Linked DNA regions of Danio rerio: region 2 is linked to region 1. The links are chromatin contacts, called in public Micro-C maps. All regions are on one chromosome and are shown on one strand. Each heading gives the region's core, a stretch centred on a gene start, on an enhancer-like site or on the middle of the called end of the contact. The rest is flanking DNA. Distances are from core to core; before and after follow the strand shown.

What was found. Hi-C and Micro-C count contacts between places; a contact is called where the count stands out from the background.
Region 2: a contact with region 1 is called in a Micro-C map of caudal fin, with 13 times the contacts expected there. The contact joins the promoter of mast2 here to the enhancer-like site in region 1. A contact is called at or near these places in 7 of 18 Hi-C or Micro-C datasets (caudal fin, embryo, fibroblasts and 3 more) and 2 of 4 datasets of contacts at active chromatin or transcription factors (caudal fin and gastrula embryo).

The regions. Positions count from the first base shown.
Region 1 is chr6:36,334,846-36,337,545 of GRCz12tu, reverse strand. mast2 (microtubule associated serine/threonine kinase 2) reads left to right here. Exons shown (of 29, transcript XM_073954326.1): 3 at 1,244-1,389. Among named protein-coding and RNA genes, the nearest start is that of mast2, 57 kb to the left of the region's middle. Within about 2 kb of position 1,330, at least 9 of the 62 cell types and tissues checked have an H3K27ac peak or open chromatin away from gene starts, as enhancers often do. A contact at or near this core is called in caudal fin, where this site is marked.
Region 2 is chr6:36,392,107-36,394,837 of GRCz12tu, reverse strand. It overlaps mast2 (microtubule associated serine/threonine kinase 2), which reads left to right and starts at 1,258. Exons shown (of 29, transcript XM_073954326.1): 1 at 1,258-2,267. The coding sequence starts at 2,187.

The DNA.
Region 1 (2,700 bases), core at 81-2,580:
ATAATAATAATTATAATTATTATTATTATTATTATTAATGTTAGTAGTAATAAAAGCAGTAATGACTGGAGTAATAATTTCATTTGAAACTGCATACAATAAGTAGTAAATAAATATTTAATAAATAAGTATTTAACAATTTAACACTTTTTTACATTTAGTAAATATTGCCTTGATGAACAGAACAATTTTGTGTGTGTTTGTGTGTGTGTGTGTGTGTGTGTGTGTGTGTGTGTGTGTGTGTGTGTGTGTGTGTGTGTGTGTGTGTATAAAGACAAGGAGAGAGAGAGAAAGAAAGATATCATGTCACTGGAAAAGATCCAGGGAAAGTAAACAAACAAACCTGAAAATGTAATGTGGTTTAGTATGAGTATCGCATTGCAAAGAGTTTGTGTGATCGTATAAATATATATTAAATATAAATATAAGATACAGAACACTGTCATTGTTTTATGTGAGCAGCTCATGATAATCAGTGTCTTGGACCGTTTCAAACTCAAAATCTGCAATTTCTGTGACCTAAATTTTAATAGAATGTGAATTTAAATTTTTTAGAATTAGAAAATGCAGCAAGCATCAAACATCTTTGCAAGCTTCCTTGCATTTCACCCTAAAAACGGAAGCTGTGTTGTTTAACGTTGAAAAAAGCATAAACTAATTTTGTAATTTATTATTCATATTTAAATAATATAATATTATATAAAACAAATATCACTTTAATACTAATACTACTATTAGATACTATTATACTACTATTGCTAATAATAATATGAATAATAATATTACAATTAGAGGTGTTATCATAATTTACAATTTTTTGGCGTTTAAATATTTTATTATTAGCAATTTTAGCTGACATTTACTTGTAAATACACTTTTTTCTATATAATTTAAATTTTAATATTTTCAATTAAATACTTCACAGTTTTAATAGCAAGTAAAACATATTTGTCAGTTTTTGCAAGCTTTTGGCTTTTAGCAGGTGCATCAACGTTTTATTTTTAGGTCCTGTATACATAATACTTTAAGATGATCAACGTCACAAATGTGCTTGCATGTATTGCTCTGGAAAATTGCTGAATTTTGCTCACACTGTATAAAACATGCAGATTTATACAGATGACATGTGGCTTGGCTTTAATTTGGTTTGTAAATGCAGAATGCAGACACACACACTCATAAATATATGTAAAGAAGTACATACAGACCATGTCGTGACTCTGGCTTGTTCTGTGTGCCGCAGGAAAGCAGCTTCTGCCTCTGTCCAGCAGTATGCATGGAGGAGTGAGTCAGCTGGCCTGGCAGCAGCACACAGGGGAGCCCAATAACTTGGTCCGCATGAGGAGTCAGTCCTTTGGCCAGTCTGCCCCGTCTCTCACTGCGGGACTGGTGAGTGCAGTGTCTCTCTGTCCATTTATATTGATTTGTAAGAATGATAGCCTGATGGATCCAGATACGTTTATTGAGCATATTTTTCCCCATTAAGAGCTGTGTGTTACATGTGGCCAAACTTTTAAACATTAGTTCACCTCCCATTGACTTTTGGATCCTGTTTACACCTCTGAACAAGATGTCACACTGACATAACCTTAGGACTGAATGTTCCACAGTTGTGACTGATGATGCGTGACTGGAATACAGCAACAAACAAATGCAAATGTACTTCTTATGAATGATGGAAACTCGCATATTTCCATGTGTGTTGTATTCATCCTGTTTCCCATTGTATATCTAAGCAAATACAATATGATGTGGATGGTTTTATTGTTTAGAGGTGAGGACTTTAAAGAATATAATAAATGTGTGTTAATTTCAGCAGTATAACATTTTCTGATGAAGTCTTTTATAAAGATGTTTACAGGGAGTTTGAGCTTTCTAAAGCCTAGAGCCATAGCTACATCTGCTGTCCATGGCTAGTATTACACCATTTAGGGAAAATGCCAAAAGGCATGTCAAATTAAAGTGCAGTCAGTGGAAGATAGCCTGATAGCCCTGAAAGCCTACATCCCACCCTGCAAACTGCCATCCAAATCCATGCCTCACTAATACAATTCGTCATGTAACAGTCACTAAAAAAACTTGATAGTACAGTAGTTAGTAATTAAAAACTTGACAAAAAAAACATGGAAGGTTATTGATGTTTGCTTGCCACTCTCTGTCTGACGGACATTCTGAAGTTTATCTTAATGTTTGGATGAACCGTTTTGTTTGGACAAACTTTTCTTGGTCCTATACCTTCCACAGAATATATATATATATATATATATATATATATATATATATATATATATATATATATATATATATATATATATATTACCCAAGTTAATGATTGCTGTTAGGATGTTAAGATTTTTTTAGAATTTTAACAAGCATAGAAAATGTTTTATGATGCTAAAAGATAATCCCCTATTTCACCTTTAGGTGTTTCAAATGCTAATATAAATGTATAGTTTTATATAATGATTTAATGTAATATTAGACACCTATCTGCCACTTTATTAACAATGCTTGCTAGTACTGTTGGACATCGTTTGCCTTTAAAAAAATAAATCCTCCTAAATTGACAAACTAATCAACACTCAAGTTGTTTGTAACCTTTGTGACTTAATTTTTTCTGAAAAAAGTTGAAAATAAAATGAAAACCAATTGCCTTTAAAACCAAGTGTTACTTGGGTAAATAAAGTGGTTCAGTTGTCC
Region 2 (2,731 bases), core at 9-2,508, 57 kb before region 1:
TAAGCTGAATACTAGTTTCTTAAAAATATCTAGTAAAATATTGTACTGTCATCATGGCAAAGATAAAATAAATCAGCTATTAGAAATGAGTTAGTAAAACTATTAAGTTTAGAAATGTGTTGAAAAAAATCTCTCCATTAATTATATATATATATATATATATATATATATATATATATATATATATATATATATATATATATATATATATATATATAGGCGAAGCAGTGGCGCAGTAGGTAGTGCTGTCGCCTCACAGCAAGAAGGTCGCTGGGTCGCTGATTCGAGTCTCGGCTCAGTTGGCGTTTCTGTGTGGAGTTTGCATGTTCTCCCTGCGCTCGCGTGGGTTTCCTCCGGGTGCTCCGGTTTCCCCCACAGTCCAAAGACATGCGGTACAGGTGAATTGGGTAGGCTAAATTGTCCTGTGTGTGTGTGTGTGTGTGTGTGTGTGTGTGTGTGTGTGTGTGTGTGTGTGTGAATGTGTGTGTGGATGTTTCCCAAAGATGGGTTGCGGCTGGAAGGGCATCCGCTGCGTAAAAACTTGTTGGATAAGTTGGCGGTTCATTCCGCTGTGGTGACCCCAGATTAATAAAGGGACTATTTATATGTACACACACACACACACACACACACAAACCACAGAAAAAAGCATTTAAAAAGAAAAGTAAGTTTAAGTGCTAAATTTCCCTGTTGTTAAAGTTTAATTTCTGAACAAATTATTATTTAGAATATGTTTTTTTTCTGTTTTTTTTCCCTTATGCATACTATTGTATTAATTTATGTATTCATTAAAATATTAGTTTTACTTTTTTCATGTTTATTTTTTATTAATCTTTAATATTTTGCATTACTTATTTATATATTTTTATTTCATAATATATTTTTAAATGTTTTATTATTATATGCTGAGCCTCTATTTTTCTCAAATATATAGAATAGGAATAGTACAGAGAGCTTGGATCTATACATTGTTTTAAGCAGGAAGGGTTACTTTAGTCTCAGCAGATGGCAGCAAAAACAAACTAAAGTCGAATTTCTCCAAAAAGCGATCTTTTCACTTGCCCCTTCTAAGCCATTGGAGGAAACAACGTTCCCAGATCAGCCCTCCGGTGTATATGCAATGCAAGACTCCCCCACTTAGTTAGAATCTGCTCCTACACACTGAACTCAGATCAGCTCTCGAGTGCATATGCAAGACTCCTCTCTGAGACTCTGCTACACAGACTGAACTTAGATCAGCATTTGGCGCTCACCGGCGGTCGTTCACTTGATGCGAGCTTCAGGAAGCTACTAGATTTCCTCCTCGGAGAAAAGCGACGGCATGACAGAACACCGGGTCTGATTAGCGATTGTTTTCGGCACCGAGCCGTTTCCCCCGCACCCGGCCGGGCTGACGTCTGAAGAAAAGCGAGACTGAAGGAGAAACGCGGAGCTTCGCGACCGCTAGATATAATGATCCGCGTCAAAACAGAGCTCGCTCTCTAGACTCACGAGACATGATGGACAGTTAAACGCTGTGTTGTGGCTCTGCGGCGAAGTGTATCTCCAGTCTGCTGGCAGTTTAGTGGATGAGGAAATTTTCTGTTTTTATACGTTAGCTCTTTGTTTTGTTATAACTGGAATGCTAAAGTATTGGTTCACCAAGACGAGACAATCCGCTGGAAGACTTCAAACGGCAGCAAACACGTTGGAAACGCGGCATTATTCAGCATAATGATAACCTGTCGTTACACTCTCACGGTGACAGACTCGAGCCCGGCGAGTTCATTTACACATTGCTTTTAAACGATCACTTTCTCAATTTTGGTAAACTCAAAAGGCGTTTATTTTGCGGATGTTGTCAAACTTTATCAACAAACTGCTAGCGAGCTAGCGTGTTCCGCCGGGTGATTTTCGGCGCTAAAACCGCATAGTTTACATAAAACTGAAAACAAAGCAGTATTTGACGGAAAAAGAGAAGAAAAACAGACTGGCTGTCATGGCAGATGGGGTTGTAACTTAAGGTCGAGAGTGCAACACAAAAGCAAACCTGCGTTCATCATTTATTCTGTATTTGTGGACCAAAGTTGAGGAGAGGTTTGCTCACCATGTACCAGGGCGAGATTTGTTTCAGTATCTGAATGCACTGACCACTGGATTCAACAAAATATTAACATTAGAGTAGCGCTCAGCCGCCATCCATCAGAATGAAGAAAACCGAGAGCAAAAACAAAAGGAAACTCTGCACATCTGAGCAGCAGGACAGCAGCACTGAAGGAAAAGACGAGGTGAGTGATTGCGTTTTGACATTTACCTTGTGTATTTATTTCAAGAATGCAAAGTAAACAACAGTACACATGCAGTGGTGCATGTGACGCAGCTGCCCTGCAGAATGAGCGCAGTGCTCGATTTCAGTGCATCCATGAGGCATCAGGGCTTCTTGGTCATGAATATTGACAGGAAGCTTCCCTTGCAGAAAAAAGACAATTGATGTGTGAATGCATGCTGAGCCAGTTTATATGCTATTTTGCGTGTGTGTGTAATCCCTGACGTATTTATTTAGCTTAAATAATTAAATGAATTTTTTATAATGGGCTATAATTGAAGTCAATACAAACTCCAGCACATCAGAGTGGACATCAGGTTTTAGATGTTTTTTTGCTTTGTGCATTATTAGATTTGTGCACTTCTGAATAGGTTTAAAGGACTTGCTCAAGTTTATTACCCACGTTATGTTTGTTTTGGAAGAGTT